Linked DNA regions of Arachis hypogaea: region 1 is linked to region 2. The links are chromatin contacts, called in public Hi-C maps. All regions are on one chromosome and are shown on one strand. Each heading gives the region's core, a stretch centred on a gene start, on an enhancer-like site or on the middle of the called end of the contact. The rest is flanking DNA. Distances are from core to core; before and after follow the strand shown. Region 1 holds the start of LOC112727518 (probable protein disulfide-isomerase A6). Region 2 holds the start of LOC112730117 (protein ALP1-like).

The links. A called contact is a pair of places that touch in the nucleus more often than the background predicts.
Region 1: a Hi-C map of leaf shows a contact between it and region 2, with 2.2 times the contacts expected there. The contact joins the promoter of LOC112727518 here to the promoter of LOC112730117 in region 2. A contact is called at or near these places in 2 of 8 Hi-C or Micro-C datasets (both in leaf).

The regions. Positions count from the first base shown.
Region 1 is chr12:72,007,536-72,012,598 of arahy.Tifrunner.gnm2.J5K5, reverse strand. LOC112727518 (probable protein disulfide-isomerase A6) reads left to right here and starts at 2,939. Exons shown (of 13, transcript XM_025777288.3): 1 at 2,939-3,296; 2 at 3,776-3,841; 3 at 4,062-4,213; 4 at 4,640-4,724. The coding sequence starts at 3,785.
Region 2 is chr12:71,719,694-71,725,247 of arahy.Tifrunner.gnm2.J5K5, reverse strand. LOC112730117 (protein ALP1-like) reads right to left here and starts at 2,049. Exons shown (of 3, transcript XM_025780223.1): 1 at 1,834-2,049; 2 at 1,524-1,746; 3 at 1,015-1,292. The coding sequence starts at 2,049. The coding sequence ends at 1,015.

The DNA.
Region 1 (5,063 bases), core at 1,690-4,189, 290 kb before region 2:
AACTGTGTAGAATGAATGTTCTTCTTCGTTTCTGCATATTCTCTGGCTCTAGTCTGCTGTTCCAGGCCGAAAACTGGGTCGAAATAAGGTCCAAAATCGCCCCCAGCGAAGTCTGCAGATTATGCAGATCGCACATGTCACGCGATCGCGTCATCCATGCGGACGCGTCATTCGCGCTTTTCCTTGCCACGCGTTCGCGTCGTCCACGCTACCGCGTCGCCTGAGCTTTTCCAATCCGCGCGGCCGCGTAAGCCATGCGGCCGCGTCACTGCGATTTGCTCTCCTTCGCGCGGTCGCGTGAGCCATGCGACCGCGTCACTTCTCGCTGGTTATCTCCTTAAATTCTTGTGTTCCTTCCATTTTTGCTAGCTTCCTTTCCAATCTCCAACTCATTCATGCCCTATAAAGTCTGAAACATTCAACACACAGATCACGGCATCGAATGGAATAAAGGAGAATTAAAAATATATAATTAAAGTCTCTAGGAAGGAATTATAATTTCATGCTAATTTAATGAATAAGTGGGTAATGATCATGATAAAACCACACAATTAAACACAATATAAACCATAAATAGTGGTTTATCAATAATTCATGGAGAAGAATTTTATGGTATGCAAAGAGTTGCAAAGAGATTTTCTCAATTTATCTTATTCATATCATATGACCTTCAATATAAATTGTAAATATTCGATAACTAGTTGCTTTGAGCGAGAAATTCATCAATAAGTTGTTGTGGGTCGAAAAAATTTCCAAAACAATTAATCATTATATCCTCGGATCATATAATTGATTCCGTCAATGGATATATATTTCTGAACTTTTCAATTTACATACAATCAAATGTTATATGCATGTCATGAAAAATATTTCTCAAGCAGAAAAATATCTTCCACACAAATATCTTGATTGAATGACTCTTACCACTCAATTATTTTTTGAATAAGTGCCGACATAATAACTCGACTAAGCTTGGGGGTTCACCATATCATTATTCACTTATCTTTTAACCGAGTTATAACTCATTTTATTTTCTAAGCTTATCTTGGATCATATGATCGGCAGACAAAGCTTGGGAACTGTGATCCGTAACCTTATACCTCGGTCTTTATTGTCCATTATGAGTCATAAATCAACTTTATTTGCCTTCATTCTAAGTTTGTAACGGACGATCTTAATAACCATTATTCTGACTTAATGACTAACGGTCATAACATCAACTCTATTCATCAACCCTATACCTATAAAGGCATCAATCTCTATATCTCAAAAGACACCGCATGATAAGTTATATTTCATGTCTAATATTCTATATTCATAAAGTTATTAGATACTTTTTAAATACTTACTGACTTAAGTGTCGGAGTGCCTAGGTACCCACCATTTGTATTCTTCTTGTCGAAATATATGTCCTTTGAAGACAAAAAGATAAGTTCAATTTCCTCTAAAACAAGATATACCTCGAAAGTTCATCCACATAAAAATATTATTATATTTTAAAATGCCATATTTATGTCATTTAAATCAAATACTTATTTTCAATATATAAGCTGCATATCAGTACACTATTATAATAATCATACTCATGTTACATTTAACATTAGTAATAATATTAAAACAAGAATAAATATTTAAATTACGTCTCAACAAATTTTAAATTAGATACTTTAATTTTTAATAAACTTTTATTTATAAAAAAATATTAAAAATTATTTTTAGTAAACAGATTAATCTTTCAATCAAATTTTTAAAATATATATTAAATAAATAAATTTTTAACAAATTTTATTATAAAATAACTTGATAAAAAAAATTACTATAACACAAATTAGTCCCATTTTAAAATAATGAAGAGACTAATTTATTTCACTAAGATAATTCTCAAAACCTTATAAAAATTAAGAGTTTATTAAGAACCAAAATGTGAGATCTAATTTAAAAATTTCTTAAAAATTAATTTAAATATTTCTTTTTAAAGCAAAATTTGCAATCTGACTCATTGAGCTCGTCTTTGCATTAGTAAAAACAAAATTAAAAGAAATACACTTATTATTAAAACAAAAAAATTAAAATTTTATATAATTATATAATATAATTAAATTAAAAAATATTAAAAAATATTAAAAAATTAATAAAATTTATTATTTTTAATCAATAATTAATTAGTAATATTTAAAAGTATAATTTAAAAATATATTATTAAAGTAAATAAATTAAACTAATGATAAAATATAATAATAATAAAAAAGTATAAATTCTATTTGTCTCTGAGTTTGTCTCTGCAAATTAATCAATTTAACCAAAAATCTCACCGGTAATCGTAAGTAGGGGTGGCAAGCGGGGAAGTCTGCCTCATCCCGCCCCGCTCCGCCAAAAGTCTGTCCTTTGGCGGGCTGGTCCGCCCCGTCCCGCCTATTGAGGCGGTCTTAAAATCCCACTCGACCCTGTCTAACGGCGGGCTGGAGGACTAAACCCGCCAAATCTCATTTTTTTTACTATTAACTATTAAATAATATATATAATTTCACAACTATTTAAATAAATTTATAATTTCTAAAGGCATAAAAAAATTATAATTTCTATATTCACAAACTTTAAAAGTCTTTGTAATTATAAATATCTAATAAACATCATTATAAACCAAGTTTTTCATCCAAAACATAATTACAAATATTGTCTCCAACGCAAAATAAACATAATCTAAAACATAATTATAAATATTATCTCCAAAACAAAATAAATATAATCCAAAACACTCAATTTTTATGTTCATTCTCTTATAAGTTAGGTTGAAAAAAGTTAGATTTTGGCAAAAAAATTACAAAAATATCCCCTTATCAAAAAAACACTACGTTCGACGGAGAAGTCCGCCCCACCCCACTAAAACTCACAATTTAAAATAAATTTTTACTATTTGACGGTCCCAATTTTCTAACCTAATTCGCTTTATTTTTGCAGGATACACAGACCAGTCCGATAGATTTAGACCAGCTCGTCACCCGTAACGTTAAGTCCGTAACCCAATAACCCAATAATTCAATACTACCTCGACTACGTACGAAATTTTTCTTTCCCCATGTATCCCTACAGCAATAATAAATTATTAAACCCTTGTTCAACCCAACGTGGTTCCTAGTAATTCAAGCGTGCCTCTTGGACTTGAGATCTGGTTTTATTACTTTTCTTTCGTCAGATTTGGTGCTGCGTTTGGTGTCGTCTCCGATCAGGCTTCTCTTTTCTGGGTGTCACTCATATTCTTTTGCAAGGCCTCGTGCTCGCTGTCGTCGTCGTCTTCGGTGAGGTTCTTCGCTGGTCCTGTTTGTTTGTTTATTTGTTCGTCTTCTCCCGTTTGAGTCTGAAGCTGTTCTTGATGTTCGGTGGTGTTCTATCAGATCTGTTATTCTTTATCCCTTACCTTGCATTTGATGTCTGCTTTTAGACCTATTTTTGAGTTTTTCTAGAGATGGATGTTTCAAATGACTGTGATAATGGTTCAGATTTCATTCTCTTTCTTATTTAATCTAATCAATTCTAGAATATTTTGATAGATGATTATGAGAAACTGGTTTTGGTTCAATTGAATGAATACATATTTCATCTCTGGTTGGAGATGCAATGAACCTATTTTGCAGACACCTTTCTTTATCGCTTATCTTTTAACCAAAAAGTCCAATAGCATTAGTAGTGAATATTTTAAAGTCCTTTGCACAAAGCCAAGCTAATTATTTCAGTTGTGGAAACTTAACTCTTATTAACGGGGCACCTTGGGTGACAGATCCAGAAGATGCACCGTAAACTTGACAATGGCATCTTAGCTGCTCAACTCCATTCGAGAAAGAAGGTATGTTGAAACTTGGAAGCTCCACAAATAAAATTAGCGTTGTGTTTTTGTTAAAGCATAACAGATAGTAGCACTACATGTTTGATAATATAATAGTATGATGAATATTTGATGAAGGCAATATCTGGTTCCACTTTTATGCTTCGATCTTTGTAAATAGGCAGAACAATTAGACCATTAATTAACCCCGAACACCTCTGACACTTTGACGCGTGCACAGATCTGGAGCAGGGGTTTAGCGTTGGGAGTGTTGGTGTTTGCTCTCGTCTTCGTATCTGTCTCTGCAGATGATGTTGTTGTGCTCACCGAAGATAACTTTGAGAAGGAGGTTGGTCAGGACAGAGGAGCACTCGTTGAGTTCTACGCTCCTTGGTAATAAAATAAAATAATCACCAATCCATTTTTGGTTCCTTTGTTGATTCAATTTTTACCTTATCTAGGGTTTAGTTCAGTATACAGTTCGAATAGAATGTGTTATTGTCCTTTATCTCTTTGATTTTGTAGATTAATAGATGTTTAACTTTATATTCTTTGATTTGATTCCTTTAATATAAGTTATTAGATGATAAGATCTCTGTATAATTGACACTAGAGAGAGTGAGGGTACCAACGAGACTTTTTTTGTGCCAACCGAAGGTTCTGAGTTCGTTATATATATATAGAAAGTTGCCAGGTTTTCACTCTGTCGGGTGATTCATCGTGTCAATTTTTTTTTTTTTGCGATCCAGCAAAGATAAGATGCACATTTTTTTTCTAATTCTCAATCTGTGTTTCTCATACCATTTTTTGTTACCATAGGTGTGGGCACTGTAAAAAGCTTGCCCCTGAATATGAAAAGCTCGGTTCCAGCTTCAAGAAAGCCAAATCTGTTTTAATTGGCAAGGTAAGCAAGCACAAGTGGTGTTTATCACTTTCTCAGTTTCTCTATATTCAACACCTTTCAAATATGATTCATTTTGCAATGTGTGTTGAGCTTCCAGTGTTCTTATGTATTTATGGTTCAATGCCAAGTTTTAGTTAACTAGGATGGTAGAAAGATTTTCTTGTTTTTGGGATAATCTATCATTTTGATTTTTTAGTTTTTATTCTTAAATTAGCATTTAGCACATATTCTCTTATATAATGAAATACTTTCCTTCCCTTCACTTTCTCGTACATCTTCAAAATGATATCCCTTCCTTTTTCTTCTCTGGTATTAAACAAATATGGTTGTTATAATGAA
Region 2 (5,554 bases), core at 800-3,299:
CTCACAACATATATTACACTAACTCAAATACCATATACTTATGGTCTGTGTGGTTCAAGGATTAATTTTTATGCCTAGGAATATCATTATTAGGAATATGATTCCTTGGAATAATATTACCAAGTATAGAGTATTCCTATGTTTGGTTTGTAAAAATAAAGTCTATGGAATATTAATAATATGCCTAGGTATGTTTTAGTTTTTGTTTGGTTCATATTTAATATATTTGAGAATTGTGAATATTTTGTCCAAAATGCCCTTATAATTTTTAATTAGAATATTAATGATTAAATTTAGTAAATATATATAATAAAATATAAATATAATATAATAAAATATTTTTAATTAAATTTTTTAGACTCTAATTTTTTAAATAAATATAAATATAATAAAATATTTTTTTATTTTATTTTTAAATTTACTAAAATACCCCTAATATCAAATATCTTTAATTAAAATTATTATTGATTCTAAATTTTTTTAAAATATCTCTAATATCAAATATCTTTAATTAAAATTATTATTGATTCTAAATTTTTTTAAAATTACTAAAATACCCCTAATATCAAATATCTTTAATTAAAATTATTAATGATTCTAAATTTTTTTAAATTTACTAAAATATCCCTAATAACAAATATCTTTAGTGAAATTATTATTGACTCTAAATTTTTTAAATTTACTAAAATACCCCTAATATTAAATATGTTTAATTAAAATAACACAAAATATGTATCTAAATTTTCAAAAATTCCATAATTCATAATTCGTCTCATAATCCATAATTGAACTTATATAAAACAAATCTCAACGATTCTAACCACATATGTATTAAAAAGCTTTACTATTATCCAAATTAAAGTTACAAAGAAGTCTCAAAAGTTAAAATTTACTAACAGACGCACAACTCTTGTACAAGAACACAAACACATCAACAAAATGACATCAATATTACGACAGACAGCCTCACACATAGAAAAACTATTACAATTATCGAGCGTGATGTCTTCTCCTTCATTGGTTCCACATTTCTTGTGCAAGTTGATCTCTCCATCTACCCCAAGCATCACTCATCTCAATATGGTGGATCGTCTCACCATCTAGTCCAAGTATATTTTGATCTTCTATCTCATCAATAGGATCCACAACTATCACTCTTCTAATATGATTATGCAAAAGGCAACAAGCAGTTATAATTCTTCCTTGAGTCTTAATAGGATAAAATGATCTTCCTCTTAAAATTCCCCATCTTGCTTTCAATACTCCAAATGTCCTTTCAATGACATTCCTAGCTTATGAGTGTTTCATATTAAAAAAACTCTTGAGTGTACTGGATTGATTATGTGGATTAAACTCACTCAAATGATATTTTTGTCCTCTATAAGGTGCCAAAAATCTTTCACAATTCACGTATCTAGCATCACATAAGTAGTAATGACCTAGTGTGACATATAAAATTGAACAAAATTAATGAAAGATCAAATAGTTACTTTGATAACATACTAAAGTCTCAATAAAAATACCTTGGGGAACACTAAACCCATTGCAAAATAGTGCATCTCGCAATACCCTAGAATCCGCAGCTGAACCCTCCCAACCTGCCAGTACATAGATAAATTGCATATCGGGAGCAACCGCTCCAAGCACATTGGTTGTTATGTCACCTTTTCTGTTTCGATATCTAGGCTTGTCAGCCTCAAGGACATTAACTTTGATATGAGTACCATCTAAGGCTCCTAGGCAATTCTAAAATCCAAAAAAAAGAGATCAATTAACTTAATCTTAAAGCATACCAAGCATATTAGGTTTAATAACATTAGCAAGATAAATTACCTTGAACCATTTCCATCGTTCATCCATTCTATCCTGGCTAAATGGTTGAGGTTTCTTCAGTAAGAGATTATAACATCTCAAAATAGCAAGCAATACATCATTAAACCGCCTACTAATTGTTTCTTCAGATCTTACAAATTGTCTCTTTATTACTCTAATTTTGACGTCACGTGCTATAATATGTAAAAACATAGCAACCATTTCTTCCACACCCATATTCCTACTTGGTTCTAACTTTCCAACCACTTTAAGCACGTTAGTTACACAATGCATGAAAAGCATGCCTATCCATTCTTGTGTTTTCTATACATGCTAGATCGCTAAAATAAATAATCCTATCGACACTAATATCCCTTATTACTTGCCTACTGTAACTATCATTCCATTTTCTTTTTTTTTTCTCAATTCTAACATAATCAAAACATAACAAATCATCAATAACTTAACCATAAGGTCATTTATTAATTCGAAATGTAAAATCAAGCAGGCAATAACTCTCATCTTCTGTTTGGGATTTATTCTGTAAAAAAAATATTAAAATATTTAGCCAAAAGACTTTACTATTTATTTATTCTATATAATGATTACTATAGCAGGCTAAAATGTGAAAAGAATAAAGGTAAGAATTACCACTTTATATTTTCCAAAATCCAAATACAATGGAATTCAAGAAAAATATATTAAGCTAACAAAATGAAATAAGAAAATCTTCACACAACTCATGAACTGCATTCTTGTGATACCTACTAAACCCAATGCTATGAGTAGATCATATGCAATTCAGATTCCACCATTCTAGCAAGAGTACTTTAAAAAAAAAGAAGAAGAATTGGAGAAGGGAAATTTCAATTTTATCAATTCATAAACAGCAATTACCACTGGTAGATAGCAACAGAGTCAATTTATACGGAATATTATCTTTACAGAAACATTTTAATACTGAATACACAAGGTAAAGAAATAAAGTATCTACTGTTGTTCCAAAAAATCAGAGAAAAAAGTCTTTCAACTCAGTTATTATAAGCAAAATTCACCAACCAAATTTAGAAGCAAGGAACTTAGGGAGAAGAATAAGAAAAAAAATTATATTAGGAATAATGTATTGTGGTTCAGATCTGAACACTTACGAATCCGTGAAGCTGATACATTGGTGTAGATTCACTGTATGTCTCTAACCAACCCAATCTCGTTTCTCTGAACAAATGACAGAGTTCAAAAAATGACCAACCACTCAAATTCAGAAGCACTTTTAACAGTGACAATCAAAAACTAAAACCAAAGCAAATGAATTACCAAAAGCAAAGTAAGAAAAACAAACATTACTTAAAAATGCACACACATAAACACAGAGAGACAGAGACACATTATTACCAAATGGAGACATTTCAATGACACAAAAGCATGGAGACATTTCAATGACACATTATTGACCAATGAAGCGAGAAATCATGGGAGACACCCATTTCAGAAAAACAGAAATTTCAAACAAAAAAAAGGGGGGGAATCAATGAACTTGTCGGTTAATCTATTTACTCTTGTACCCTTTCAAGACTTCACTCAATGAAGAGTATAACTATAAGAGAATCACCTTACATTTTCTTTTTTATCCAAAGTCAATCAACTAAAAGATTAATGCATTGAAATTAATTGTAGTACCAAAATTTACATTTTTCCTTTTTGAATTCATTTTTTATATATAAACTAACATTCAGATTTATCAAATCAAGAAAAAATAAACCAAAGTTCATTGTGGTTTAGAGAATTTTACATGCACATTAATGGTAATGCACTAATGCTCGTTCACCTAGTCATCCTTCAATCTAATTCAAGACTTTATTCAAATCACTTGAATCAAAACATTAATAAGAAAGAAAAGAACCGGTGATCACATATCAAATTTAGTAATAGCAGTATGGAAATATCAGTTCTCAACAAATACAATTACAACTGATCCTTGTTCCACTAAGTAAGTTGGCTAATTCAATTTTCAAACAGTCTAAAATATATCAACAAACAAGTAAAACAGAATAAATAAATTGAAGAAGCATCAGAGAAAAACTTAAAAGGCTTCTTGTTATATGCCAAAATCTGTAAACATGCAGATCGAATAATTGAATAAACTTGCACTATCATACGAAACTGTAACAAATATCACCAGAACATATAAGTATACCAGAACATGCACACCAAAATATATTTTAAAACTGGAAAATTAGATCCCACAGATCCAGTAGCTAAAAATTAGATTGCCACCAAAATAACTTTACATTGTTACTAGTATGTAAAATTCATCAAGACAACAGGATAAAGAAGCAGAACAATAGTAATGCAAGCTTAGTAGTGCATTGTAGCATGGCTCATGAAGTACACAGCACGGAAAGCCAAATTAAGACAAGATTAAGCATGTAAAAATATGTTTTTGTCAGATTCAAGCCAAATTAAGCATGTAAAAATATGTCAAAAGCTTAAACTCTTTATTGAGACAAATCATCAAATATGTTATTTGCATGCAACATAATCACAAAGAGCGTATAAGAAATCAAGCAAAATAAAAGATAACTAATCAAATTAGCAGTCGATGTAGAAAGCATAAAAAGAACTCAAACCTTAATGAGAGATTCAAAGAGAATTCGTAGAGATAAGCAATGCGAACATGAACTTGAAGAAGAGAAGGAAACCAGTCTTCCGTTTAGGGTAATGGTGGCGCCGATGTAGCTCCGATGGCGGTGGCGTTGGTGAAGCCTCCATTGATTTGGGAAAAAACTCAAACCTTAATATGAGATTCGAATAAAATTCACAGAGAAAAGCAGTGCGAACATGAATCGGAGAAGATAAGGAGACGAATCTTCTGTTTAGAGTAACGGCGGTGCCGGTGCCGGCTCCGGTGGTGGTGGCGTTGGTGAAACTCACTGATTTGGGGAAGAAACTGCTCTGCTATGGTTTAGTTCTACAGAGAAAAATGAAGTAAAATATAGTATTAAATAATAGGGGTAATTTAGTCTTTTTGTTTCATTATTTACATTCCATTCCCATTAGAATGAAAGATAACCAAGATAACCAGGGGGAGATGGGAATTGAATGAGTGGTAATTCAATTCCAAGGAATAAAAGTTACCTTAGAATATTTTTTTTAACTTTAAACCACACATAGGAATTTCATATTCCCATCTTAAAATTCTTAGGAATGTTCTATAATTCCCTCAACCACACACACCCTTAATGATTACAAAAATTGAAAATTCGAATAGGAAAAAATCTTCACAATTACATAAGAAAAGAGACAAATATATTTGTCGCACATGTAATCAAATGCCACATTATCCTACAATAAGGTAATTCTATATATTTATCATAAAAAAATCCCATCAAATGATAAGTTACTAACTAAATAATTACTAAAGGTTTAGAATTAAATTAAAAGTTTTCATATCAAAGTATTACAACAATTTTTAGTCTATTTAATGACAAAGTAAAAAAATTATTAAATACAACTTCAAATATAATGACACTCCATGAAGTCAAAGACATTTGTTCCAACAAATAATATTGAACCTCAAGTCCTACCGCAACAAATAAAAAAGATAATAGAAATCAATTATATTGCTCATTTATATTCACTATTGATTATAGAAATCAATTTCGCCAACACTAATATCATCAAACGAATATAACATACCAATCAAGAGACTAAGAAGAAACACATCTTTCAAACGAAAGACGTA